Regions from separate parts of the Pan troglodytes genome. Here region 2 is linked to region 1. A link is a contact called in public capture Hi-C data. All regions are on one chromosome and are shown on one strand. The core of a region is the stretch at or near the end of the contact, and the rest is flanking DNA. Distances in the headings are between cores, read along the strand shown.

Region 1 (6,595 bases), core at 2,825-5,324:
TCAGGTTAGAACAAAACGGCTAGACACACACCAAATGCTGTTTGAGGTTGTTTGAAGTTTTAGAGTGTTATAACATGATTTTGTTTTGTTTTTTTCTGGGTACAGCAGAGTACACTATTAAACATTCAGTTCTTCGTTTGCCTTAATCACAAGAAAGATCATTTCATAGACTGAATTGCCCGGGCAGCTTCCGGTTCTCAGTGTCTCTGAGCAGGCAGGATCTGGCAAACTGAAGGTGGACATACATACTGGCGGGAAAAATTATCTTCTTCAGAATAATTTAGAAAAATGAGCCAATTACAAAACGTCAACTTCCCAACCACCAGGGGAAAAATAAGCCGTTTAAGGTTAGGATTAAACAACTGACCACTAGAGGGCAGCAAGCACAACTTAATCTTCAACAGAAAAGAAAGTTTGGCATTGGGCAAGCACCTAGGAAAGTTTGTCAAAATTTAGCAAAGTTTTGGAAAGCAGGCTGTATTGTCCACAAACACTCATGTGGGCGAAACAGATCTGACAAATGAAAACCTGTCCCGAAATGACACAGTGCTTGGCTTTAGTTTCTGCAGGACAATAGGACAATGTGTCTCACGTGCATCAGTAGAAGTTAGAGTCCACTGGAAGGAGGACAGAACTTCAAACACACACCAGCCCTCCAAAAGACAATCAGAGGTGCTGCCGTTAAAATACCACCCCCAAAACACATGAATGTTTAAGTTTTAAATAAATGTCCCCTCACTGTAGAGCATATCACTATCCACCTGTAAGACAAAGACACCCTTGATGATCTATCTATATAGTGTCTAAAGAAAGAAAAAAAAATTTCCTTGATCTTCTTAAGTCTTAAAAAAGCCAGGATGATAGTACAATATGATAAATCTAGACTACTAAGATAATATAAGTTTAGGCAAATCAATTCCCCAAATACAGAATGGCCAGCTTTTTTTTCTTACAATCATACCCAAACTAGCTGGGTTTATAACTGGGCGTTGTTGCAATTTCCGGCTCCCAACTATGTGTCAGGATTTATGGTATGTTGCGTCATATCCAAAAAGCTATGAAATGCCTTTTCTTTAGAACAAAAGACATGACATTTCCACATCTACCTGGTTCCCGCTCTTTCAAGCATCACCTCTGACTTTACAGTTATATTTTTTAAAGGACTGTGATCTTTTTACAAATAGGCTGTTGAAATTGTCCTTGGGAGGTGGAAGACAGGGGTCAATGAACCATTTTGCAAACAGGGAAATAGTAGCAAAGAAAGGTTAAGCAACTCATAATTGGTCACAAAACAACGCAGTGGTAGAACCAGAACTCAACGCCAAGCTGGGGTGCTCCCACCCACAGCCAGGCATTCTGTCCTGCCTGATGATCTAGCCCATGTTTTCCACACCACCTACCGGTAACTGGCCTTTTCATTTCTTTCAGGGAACTGGGGCATCTCACAGGGCCCCTGCAACGGTACCGGCACTAGCAGAAACCACTTAGCTAACTGGAGTCTGTGTTTAAAGCCTCTTTTTATGATGCCATTAAGACATTAGATTTGTAGTATGCTAAGTGCTGGGTTTCCTGTGTCCCAGGAAACTCAAAAACATTCTAAAGATTTGATATACAGACTACAGTTCTCACGCCAATCACATGATCAGAAAAGGAACTGGCACTGGCTGAAGAGCAGGTGAAGGAAGAGTCCAATCAATCGTGTTGGCAAATTCATCGTGGGTCTCATACACCCAGTTTTCCGAAGAATTCAAGCACACAATCAAGTGACACTGAGAGGAGGAGGCACTTGTTTTAACCGAGGACCACTTTGACAGATGCTTCCCTAAGACCGATTCATGTTCCCATCATTCGCTTGTCAATTACGGCCTGCCCATCAGGGTCTTTTCAACTGTTTTTAAGCAGCAAGATCCTCTATTCAAACAAAATATTAAACTCTGATAGGAGAAGCTCTGGCTACAGTGAGGATGGGCGCAACTCCAAACACAGGTGGAATCCTTTGCCCTAGATAACGCCCACCAGGGCTCAGGAATATTATGTGAGCATGCCTTCAGTGATCACCTTCTCTTTCTATAAATGCCATTAGTACACTGAAAATTCTGCTGAGCAAATGAGCCTTCTTAAAAATGTCTTCAGTGTGCTCACATTCCTTGTATTTTATGACAAATCATTTGGGTTCCTGAGGTACCTATAAATGGATACTAGCTTGCCAGACAGAAAGGACAACATTTTGGACAGCACCAAACGGCTGCCCAAATAATATTCCTGGCTCTAGTTGATCATCACTCCCAGTACCTTTTATGGCCACTAGAAATTCACTACAGAAAAAGATCAGGAACGCCAGAAAAACTTAAGTGAAGGCTAGGGTCTCTCAATGCTCAAACTATTGACATTTGGGACCAGATAATTCTTTGATGGGGCTGTCCTGTGCACTGTACCATGCTGAGCATTGTCCCTGGCCTCTGCCCACTGGATGCCAGCAGGCACACCCACACACACAGTATGACAACCAAAATGCCTCCAGACATTGCCAGATACTGATTGGGAACAAAATCGCCCCAGTTAAGAAGCAGTGCATTTGGGCTGGATGCACAAGTTATTTTTTTTTTAAAGTGTGTTTTGTGAGCAAAACGATACACGTTTAAAAAATATATATATTTTTTCAGAACAAGGAGACCTCTTAACTCAACCCTGTTATTACAGAAATGAGAAAATTAAGGCCCTGAAAGGTTAAATGACTTATACAGAGTGATACCAAAAAGAGCCTGGACGTGACTCTGGCTCTCCAAACCCCATTCCTGGCCAGCGTTGTCTGGAGATGGGAATAGAGAGGGGGAGACGGGGAGACAGACAGACAGACAGACAGACACAGGCGGAACAGCACGGGACGGAGACAGGGCAGCTTACCCAGATGGATTCCTTCGGGAAGCCCATCCTCAGATCCGTCTTCAGAACCACCTTCCCCTCGATCCACGGCTCCATTTTCATCCAGAGGGGCGGCGAGGTCAGGAGAACACGTCCCCGGCTGCCTCCCGTCCACAGACATGGTGGGCGACTCCGCGCCGGCCCTCCGGTCCTTCTTGTGGACCCTGGAGTGCAAGACCAGCTGGTGGTAGGTTCTGAAAGCTTTGCCGCACTCGGAGCAGTGCGTGGGCTTCTCCTTGCTACTGGGTAACTTGGGATCCGCGTCCACGGAGGGCGCTTCGCCCTGGGAGTGTTTGCACTTCTCTTTCTCTTGCGAGGGGCCTGCACAACTGCCCTTATTTGTTTCTCCAAGCTCCTTCTCGGAACTCGAATCGTCGTTGTCGGTGCTCCCTTCTTGCCCCGATTCCTTCACTTCTTGGCAAATGGCAACTTTTCCTTTGGTAGCCAGCTGCCAAGCCTGGAAGGTGGTGAACGGATCGAGCTGAGGGATGCATCTGACAGGCTTCTTCCTCGTTTCAGGGTGAGATTTTGGTCTCAAGTTGAACAACTGCAGGAAGTCTTCCCTCGAGGACGGCATTCCTCCTTGTGGAGAGTCTGTCTGCGCGCTGCTGGTACCGAAAGCAGTTTTTTTGGTGTGCACCTTGCGGTGCTCAATTAGACTTTCTTTATTTGGAAATAGGAAGCCACAAACCATGCAGATTTTGTAAGGAGAGGAGATGCTCTCGGCCGCGTGCACCTGGACGACCTCGTTGATCGTTGCTGGACTACTCTCCAAGCCTTGCTGCAGTTTGCTTCTGGCCCCCGATTTGCCATTATGTGTCCGCATGTGATTTTTAAGAAACCAAGGCTCCTTGAATCTTCTTCCGCACATGTTACACCCGTAAGTGAAAGAATCTTTGTGTGTTCTCATGTGGATCTCAACATCAAAAGCGACTCTAAATGTCTGCCCGCACACCTCACAGCTAAATTCATTTTCCTTGCAATTCTTTTCCTTGGGAGGTTCTGTTCGCACTTGACTTTTATCAAGCGGACTGAGATACTCTGCTTCAACCCGAAGAACTGCTGGTTCACAGAGGGTAGGCCGGTGTTGCATTAAGACATGTTTATTAAGGTCTTCTGAATGTGTGAAGGTCTGGCTGCAGAACATGCAATCCAAGGGCATATACCCCTCGATTTGGATGACATTTTTTTCTTGTGTAGCTCGGAATGGAACAACAGCGGTCCCTTTCATTGACAAGGCATCCTCCATCTCCATCGGACTGCCAAGAGAGCTGCCAATCACTTCTGGCCCATCCATGTACATTAAGAGGGATTGAGTTGGCATGTTTCCTGTCACTTTCGATTGCATATAATCTCAAAGTTCCGTTGGGGAATTTCTGGAGTTGGAATAAGGCCACTTGTAAGACTTGTCACTCACCCCTCTAACAGCCCTGGGTTCCAAAAACCAGAGCAAATATTTATTATAAAAGTTCAAAAGAAAGTGTATAGTCCTCTAACTTCTTCGAACTTTTAGGAAGCTCAGTGATGGTGTCACTGGTTATTTCCACAAACAAGGCATACAGGCTTCCCAATGCCTCGATTCAAATATGAATCAGCACAAAGCATTAGTTCTCTTTGTCTCCATTGAATGAGTGTTTCAATTGAGCAAGAAGTCAATCCCAGCAACCTGGAGACAAGGGATTTCCAAACCCTAGAGGAAAAAAAAAACAGAAACGGTTAGCTACACTCAGAGCAAAGAGAAGGCTGGTGTGGGTGAGTCATACGGTCTTTTCCACACAGCAGAGAAGGTACCTAATTCAATTGCTTCACTTTTAACTAATATATAGGGCATCCTGTTAAACGTGCTTGTTAATTAAATCACTGGCATTTTATCCAGTCAGTACACTTATTAAATCAGAATTTCATCCAGTTAAAAGCCAGTTTAAATCAGTGCTTTACCGACTTAAATCTAAAATGTCAAGTTTTAGGTCAGAAATTGTTAAATTCAGCTGAATACATTTTAAATGCCACTAAAATGCACATGTGGATGCCATCAACAGCCTCCCTAAATCTAAAGACTATAAGAACTGTGAAAATTAAGATGAAAAAATTAGAACACTTTAGTAAACTAAAATATTTTAAATCCAGTGTATACAAAACAATTTAAAATTTGTTTCATATACAAACAAATCTGCATCCAAGAAATCTAAGTGCCCAAACACCCCCTTAGAGATTTTGCACATACAGAGGTCAACAAAATGAGCACAGAAATACAGAAACTTTTCCTAAAATCCCCCATTCAAGAAATACTTAACACCTCAGAATGGTCACTCGTCTTGGCCAGGGGAACCCTGATATATTTTGGTTCACTGGATATTCGAAACCTCAATCCACTGTTCAAATCCCGGCTTGCTTTCAACAACTTTCTGCCTTCAACAAGCACTGGGTGGGGCTTCCTAGTCCAAACAACAAATAGGGAAAGACATACACAAAGCTCCTTTGTGAATGTATAGATTTAAAATAAAATCCTCAACAGGGCTGTTTCAACATGGCTTAGTCTTTCATCAGAAAATGGGTCCTCTCATTTTTTTAATCTACCTTTCACATCATGCACTGGCCAGGTGGAAAATTACTTTATTTAGCTCTGCTGCTTCTGGTTTAGAAGCTAATTTTCACTCCTGGAGAAGAATTAACTTCTAAAGCCAATACCCTCTGCCTTTATGGCAAACATTGGATAGGCATTGTTTCTAAATAGTCCCAACTACTTAAAACTTAAGTCAGTTAATTCCACCCAAGAAAACCAAAAGGCATGCAAACTACTCCCAGCAAAGTAACCTTAAAAAACAAAAGCATACTTTACTTTCCTCCCTCTCTCTACTTCCTTAAAGAGCAAGGAAGGCCTGCAGGCTCAGAGAAGCCAAGGAAACATCTCCTCCTTTACACGCTGAAATAGAAATTCTCATACTCCTCGTTATCTTTAGTTTTGAATAAACTAGATCTTTAACATTAAGCTTTTCTAAATAAGACTGCAGATCAAGGATTAGGGTAAAGGAAAGAATGTCCTGAAGTCTTTTCTTTGTTGCTATCACAATGGAGGATCAACACATGGGCTGGTGACCAGCTTGGTGTGATATAATAGAACACTCCAGAGACCCGAGTTCTAGTCACAACCTTCAAGGTGTCACTGCCACATACCACATCTTTCTATTATCTATTTAATGCAGTTGGTTAAACTATAGGATGGCCTTTACAGTTCCAATATTCTGTGGTTCTGAGGATAGAGCTACACATTGAAAAGAATATTCAATTACTCTGCTAATCAGAATGTGAAGTGACTTAGGTTTCTATACATAGAAGCTTAAGTTTCATTTGCTTATTCAACAAGTATTTACTGAATGCTAGCGTCCCAGGCAAGGTTTTAACTGAATAACAGCACATACCCTAGAAAAACAGTTATCAAATTCTGACACCGCTGTTTTCCCTGGCCAAGAACAAAGACTCATTTATTTGAGGTCCTTCCTACTTTTAGATGCTAAAATACGCTTATTTTTTAAAAAATCAAATAGTGGCAATAGGCAACAGTGGAGTTTTTTGGTTTTTTTTAATGTCCTTATTTAGCAAAATCAAAGTTCAGTGAGAATTTGAAAAAAAAAAAAAAAACTAAGTTAGTCCCTATGTCAGCTCTCAACATTAT
Region 2 (6,779 bases), core at 448-2,947, 160 kb after region 1:
CTTAAGTGATGCTCTCAAAGACAGAGGCAGAGCCTGGGAAAATAACAGCTACACAACAGTGCCACCCACACCAAAATAATATATTCCAGGGGTATGGTGAATCTTTTACCTAAGGCTTTTCTAGAAATTAAGGACATCTATCAGTGATTTGAGTCTTACATTTAAATGACAACGTTGAAAAAGTATTTAAACAGGGTCTTTGGCCAGTGTAGGCTGCATTAGATTAAAAAAAAAAAAAACAGTTATCCAAGTTCTTGCTTTTCTGTGTCCAGAAAGTTCTGAGATTAGGGGTCTTTATCAACTGTAGGGGGCACTTATCCTTGGTCTCCCATCTGAACCTGCTTGTTAAACTTGGGGAGTTTCTCCCCTGTTATTCTTGGTAGGAAGCAGTATTGGTTTTTCACCACAGAAACTGAAAATGTCAAAAATTGATTTCCAGTCCTCCTGAGGGATTTAGGGTCACCCAAATCCTGTATGATATCATCTTACTCAATTACATCTGCAAAAATCCTATGTCCAAGAAGGTACCATTCTGAGGTTCTGGGCAGACATGAATTTTGGGAGTAGCAGGGAGACTCTCTTCGGCTCTCTACGTCTACTAATAATCTTTATTTATTTTTATTTTTTTGAGATAGAGTCTTGCGCTGTCACCCAGGCTGGAGTACAGTGGTGCGATCTCAGCTCACTATAGCCTCCACCTCCCGGGTTCAAACAATTCTCCTGCCTCAGCCTCTCGAGTAGCTGGGATTATAGGCAGCCGTCACCACACCTGGCTAATTTTTATATTTTTAGTAGAGACGGGGTTTCGCCATGTTTAATGTGAGAAATATTTCATGCCTGTAATCCCAGCACGGCCTGTATTTCTCACATTTAATGCGACCTTTGTATGTTTCTTTCTTTTTTTTTTTTCTTTGAGAGGGAGTCTTGCTCTTGTCACCCAGGCTCGAGTGCAATGGCACGATCTCAGCTCACTGCAACCTCTGCCTCCTGGATTCAAGCGATTCTCCTGCCTCAGCCTCCCAAGTAGCTGGGATTATAGGCACCCACCACCACACCCAGCTAATTTTTGCATTTTTAATAGAGATGGGGCTTCACCATGTTGGCCAGGCTGGTCTCGAACTCCTGATCTTGTGATCTGCCCGCCTTGGCCTCCCAAAGTGCTGGGCTTACAGGCGTGAGCCAGTGCGCCTGGCCAGATCTTTGTATGTTTCTTTGTGGATATATTGATGTATCAGATGGCACAGGGAGTGCTGCCCCCACCCCGCTGGAGGTGCAATGTAATATCAGATATAGGCACCGCATCACATTTCTAAAATACAAAAAGTGTAGAATTCCAAAGTGTATTGGGCTATAAGGGTTTGGATAATAAATTTGGATGTATATTTTACGTCATTTTAAAGCTGAGGAATAGAGACACTAAATACCAGCGCCGGTGAGTGTCAGTGCCTGGACTGGAATCCAGGGATCGGAGTTCTGAGTTGAGTCTCTAACCACTAGGCTCTCTTAAGAGAGGTAGACTGATGCTTATTAACTGCATGAACGAAAGAGTAAAGGAGGCTGACTGGGCCTTGTTCCAATTCCTGGGCTGTTTTGCCTGCTGCTAGGGAGATTCCTATCTTTCTCTGGCAGAACATCTTTCTAAGCCCCGTGCTGCAGCTGTAAGTGTGCGTGCGAAACATGCACGGACACACACCACACACACACAGACTCACACCTTGGAGAGGAGCTGCATGCTGTTATATTTCCTGGAGCTTTGTGGCTGCCTATTGTTTCAGCGATCTCATCTTTATGAATGAGGCGACAGAACCCACTAGTAACCAGGCGAGGAAGTGAAAACAGATGCTTTTCCAGCCAGGCAGGGCTGTGCTGAGCAGTTTGTCACTGGTTAAACCTCTGTCTCCATCAAGACACACTCCCTGTAAAAAATGATTACCGTTCTCTCTCTCTGACTTTAGGAACTGCTCCGGTCCTGAAAACTCAAAGTCACAGCTAACAGGAAAAGGATAATTTGTCTGTTGGGTACTTAGACCAGAATAAGGCAATGGGGTACAGTGATGCTATTTCTGAAAGTGTGAAGGCCTAATTTCCTCCAGCCAAGAGAGGAAGTGAGCCTGCTTTGCGTGCTTGAAAGCTTCCTTGAGAGGAGGTGAGGTTGCCTCTAGAAGGCAGTGGAAAATCAACGTGGTTTTAAGTGAGCAAAAGTCTTCAAAAAAGCCTCAGGAAAAAGATAGGCTATAGGTTTGGCCAAGGACAGACCATCAAGCAATATTGTTGATTGAAACACAGTTGTAGAAAGGTGAATACTGTATGATTTCCTCTACGTTTAAAAAAAGGACATGTATTTGCACGTGTGTGTATGTTTAGATGTGTAAAAATATTTTAAAAAGGACGAGAAGAATACTCTCTTACCATTAACACAGGAAGTAAATAAAAAATGGGGTGGGGGTGGGGAAAGCCATGTCAGAGGGAGAGAAGGGTGAGGTTCTATTTTCAGTCATATATACTACAGTGTTTTTCCTTTACTTCTGTAATCTAAAATAAAAATAAATAAAGTCAACTGGCAAAAGCAAACACCCAAGCAAACAACTACATAATAAACAGAAAGCCCTTTAATTTCTAAGAATCAGGAGGCTTCAGAACATGAAAGAACTTCCTGGTTCGAGGCATTCCTCGTGAAATCATGTTTGGAAGCCAATCTGGAATTCTACCCCGCCCGGAACGAGGTAGACTCCATAAAGCAGTATTGAAATTTCCCTGTTGAACAAAAAATAAATGTTTGATGCTTTCTCTCGACCTCTGTTTAAAGTTATTAACTCTTCTTTTATTTAACTTTTATTAAAGTTATTAGCTCTTCTTTCAGCTTACTGCTGTGGTGGTGTGTGTGTGTGTGTGTGTGTATGTGTGTGTGTGTATTTAAAGCATAGGAAACATCCAAATGACTAATGTTGTTTACATTCTATTCTTTAAAATACACATCATACTAGATGAAGGCATAAAACAATATCTTTAAATATTAAAGAAAAACAATCCTGTTTAAAAACCAGCCTCTTCCAGAGCCTAAGAGAGATGCACTAGGCCCTTGAGGATGCTTGAGACTGTGTGCAAAAAAATTGGGGTCTTTGGTTAATCTATTGTAAAACAATCAGGTTGCATCCTGGCTTTTAGATTGTTTTAAGTGAAGTTTCACTACTTGCTTGTTACTTTTGTTTAACTTATTCCTTATAAATTGGGTTAAGTAGAAAATAGGAAGAGAAAGAGGAGCCCAAGGAAGGTGGTGATGGTAGGTAAAGCTGGGAACAGGCGCCCCCCTTCTGCCTCATCTCCACTTGCAGGGACACCAGTAATTCAACAAATGGTGGCTGCCGGCAACACCTCCGGTTGAGAAGCTTTCCTGGTTATGAACCTGAAACAGGCTTTTCTTAGGAGAAGAGCGTACTTAATTACTGGAATCTCAATCACATGTGCTGAAAGAATAAATGACCAGCATGGGCAGATTTTGATTAAGACTTGTCAAGGGGGAAATGATTTTCTTAAGTTTGGGATTTTTAACTTTATAAGATAGTCTTCTTGTTGGCAAAATTCGTCAGTGTCCCTGGGGCTTTCAGGCTACAGGATTGTGTTAGAAACAGTCTGTGTGCCATCACCTTTTAGAATATGTCCATATTAAATGAGGCTCAAACAAAAAACATTTTGTTTCTATATATCAAATAAAATAAAGAAAAGGTCCTTTGAAAGCTTGATCGAAACGTTAGGTTTTGTTACTGTCCTTTTCAAAGCACTATGATCATATTATTTCTTATTCGATTCTCTTAGCAACCTGGGAGGTTGTCAGAGTAAACAATCTTCGTGTTATAGACGCGGGAGAAAATGCATAAAAGGCTAACTCATGCATGTAAACAATTGGTCAGAGAGTTTAGGATTCCTAGTCTGTTTTACTCAACCTTTCAGTGAAGGCAAGTATAGTTCCTAGCAGGTTGTATTCAAGCATCTCCTCCAGGATTCATCTTGTACTAAAAGTTATGGAAAAAATCTCGATAAGCTCAATAAAATATCCAGAGAGGAGGCTTACTTAAGCACAATTCACCCCAAATCCTTACTTAAGACTTTTGGGAAGGGATTCATTTTGCCTTTGTCATCAGGTACGTGCCAGAAGCATTTGTAAGTCTTGCCAGGAACTTGACTATTTTTGCTTTGTTTATTACCTGAGCAGGTTGTGCAGCTGTTGGTCTTAGAGAACCGTACTAGATCCCTGCGAGTGGGTGGCAATGTGATTCTGCAGACACAGATAATAATTCTAGACAATCGTAGGCTCCGTTTATTCCAGGGGTGTGCCCTTCATTTACAGAAAGAAACCTGAATCAGAGAATGGAAAACAACTATGACACAGCACAGCAGGAAACAAAAGAATGGGATTGGTTCTTATTCCCCCCGCCCCCCCGCCCCACCCTGCTTAACTTTTAGGCTACATTGTCTTAAATATGGACTTTGATCTAAATGTTGAGTCCCTTTTCATTACAACAGTAATTCAAAAGGCAGAATCTAGATATGCCTTTTGATGATCTGTTGGTCTTTGCTTAAGGAAAAACAAATAAAAGTAACCTGGGCCAAATGCAAAACATGCAAATTAGGAATTCTGTTTCTCTGTGTGTGTGTGTGTGTGTGCGTGTGTGTGTCTGTGTGTGTGTGTCTGTGTGTAGCAAATAATGGGTTTCTAGCATGTGCAAAAGTGATGTAAAAATAACAATAATAATAATAATCACAGCTCACATATATGTCAGGCACTATTTTAGGTGCTTTACATTGCTTTACAAGTATTAATTCATTTAGTGCTCACATCAGCCCTATGAGGTAGATGCTGTTATTATCCTCACCTTATAGTTGGGAAAACTGAGGCATAGAGGGGTGAAGAAACTTATTGAAGTCTGGTAAGGAAGAAAAACTCAGTCGCCATCCTTGCCTTGGTGATACATGCAAACATACCTTTAGGCATGGATTCATTCCATTTTAAGCTGGCTTCCACCAACACAAACCCATTTGAGAACTCTGTGCTAATTAGAAAAAGAGGATCTCCCTCTGCAGCCCAGGGCAGGAGCTGCCTTTTTGGGTTGATGGCGTTGAAGGGGATCTTCAAGAGCTCTGCGTGGCAAGCGGAGGCAGGGCTAAAATGCAATGGACTCCTTTCTGTTGGCTGGGAGCCCTGGTGTGGGGCCATACTTCCTGTTTGTGGTGATGCTGTGGCTCCCACACACACTAGTTGTGAGACTTTGGGGAGGATCCTCAATGTCTTTGAGTCTCTGTATCTCCATCTAAAAAACTGGCATGATGCTGCTGAACTCACACAAAGGCTTGTGATGAGGATTAAAGGTTGAATTGTATATGAAGTACTTGGTACACAGGAAGCACCAAGAAGGCAAAATTAAGCATGTGATAGAACCAGGCCAGAGTTTTTGGACTGGGTCATAAACTCCTTCATGGGAGTTTATGGGGGGGCAGAGTAGCCATTGGAGACTCATTAAGAAATACCATGGACTACATATCCCAGAAAAGGCACCAGGGTTTTTTTTAGCAATGGATTATGTCTTCACTCAGTTTTTAGCATGGAAAGATGCTGGTGCTTGAATAAACTGTACCATTAAGCTATGTCCTTAATAAACTATCTTTCTCTAATTATGGTCTTGAGAGCCACGTATTGAAATAAACAGAGTGGATACCACTAAACTTGGGAATTGCTTTCAGAATGCCTCACTTGAGTCTAAATGGGCTTACAGATATTCTATGTGATGTTAATATGCCAGTGGGAAGTCACATGCCCCACATGTGCAATGAAGAATTGCCATTTAAAGTCGTGTGACTGTGGACACATTTCTTTTCTTTTCTTTTCTTTTCTTTTTTTTTTTTTTTTGAGACAGAGTCTCACTCTGTCGCCCAGGCTGGAATGCAGTGGTGTGATCTTGGCTCACTACAACCTCCGCCTCCTGGGTTCAAGTGATTCTCCTGCCTCAGCTGGAATTACAGGTGCACGCCACCACGCCCGGCTATTTTGTATTTTTAGTAGAGATGAGGTTTCTCCATGTTGGCCAGGCTGGTCTCGAACTCCTGACCTCAAGACATCCACCAACCTCGGCCTCCCAAAGTGCTGGAATTACAGGCATGAGCCACCGCACTCAGCCACATTTCTTTTTTTGAGACCAGGGTCTTGCTCTGTCACCCAGGCTGGAGTGCAGTGGCACAATCATGGCTCACTACAGCCTCAACCTCCTGTGCTCAAATCATCCTCCCACCTTAGCCTCCCAAGCAGCTGGGACCACAGGCATATGCCACCACACACGAATAATTTTTATATTTTTTTGTAGAGACAGGGTTTTACCATGTTGCCCAGGCTGGTCTCAAACTGGGCTCAAGGGATCTGCCCGTCTTTGCCTCCCAAAGTGTTGAGATTACAGGCGTGAGCCACCGTTCCTGGCCTGGACACATTTCTTAGCTATGCTCTGCATTAGCTTTCTCATCTGTAAAATGGGATAATAACAGTTTCTCCTTCGTGGGCTTGTGAGGCTTACATAAGAAAGATCCATGTGAAATGTGTGGCACCATTAATGGCAAATAATAAGTGCTCAAAAAATGCCAGCTAGCTTAGTTAATTGATTATTATTATTAAATGGAATATAAACCTAAAGGCAATATTGTCATTTTCAGATTCTCTTAAATTCCTAAGTTTAACCCCACAGGAAACTATACTCAGTAGACACACAGTAATTTGTTGGCCTGTGTTGTTTCTCCTG

Evidence for each region. Capture Hi-C pulls out chosen DNA fragments and counts their contacts.
Region 2: a capture Hi-C map of stem cell-derived neural stem cells shows a contact between it and region 1, with 3 times the contacts expected there. The contact joins two enhancer-like sites. A contact is called at or near these places in 3 of 7 Hi-C or Micro-C datasets (induced pluripotent stem cells and stem cell-derived neural progenitor cells), 1 of 1 datasets of contacts at active chromatin or transcription factors (stem cell-derived excitatory neurons) and 1 of 1 other capture datasets (stem cell-derived neural stem cells).

Annotation. Positions count from the first base shown.
Region 1 is chr21:59,877,092-59,883,686 of NHGRI_mPanTro3-v2.0_pri, forward strand. ZNF217 (zinc finger protein 217) reads right to left here. Exons shown (of 8, transcript XM_063802617.1): 4 at 2,905-4,612. The coding sequence starts at 4,270. Among named protein-coding and RNA genes, the nearest start is that of ZNF217, 27 kb to the right of the region's middle. Within about 2 kb of position 4,075, at least 3 of the 24 cell types and tissues checked have an H3K27ac peak or open chromatin away from gene starts, as enhancers often do. A contact at or near this core is called in stem cell-derived neural stem cells, where this site is marked.
Region 2 is chr21:60,044,269-60,051,047 of NHGRI_mPanTro3-v2.0_pri, forward strand. No RefSeq gene overlaps it. Among named protein-coding and RNA genes, the nearest start is that of ZNF217, 140 kb to the left of the region's middle. Within about 2 kb of position 1,698, at least 9 of the 24 cell types and tissues checked have an H3K27ac peak or open chromatin away from gene starts, as enhancers often do. A contact at or near this core is called in stem cell-derived neural stem cells, where this site is marked.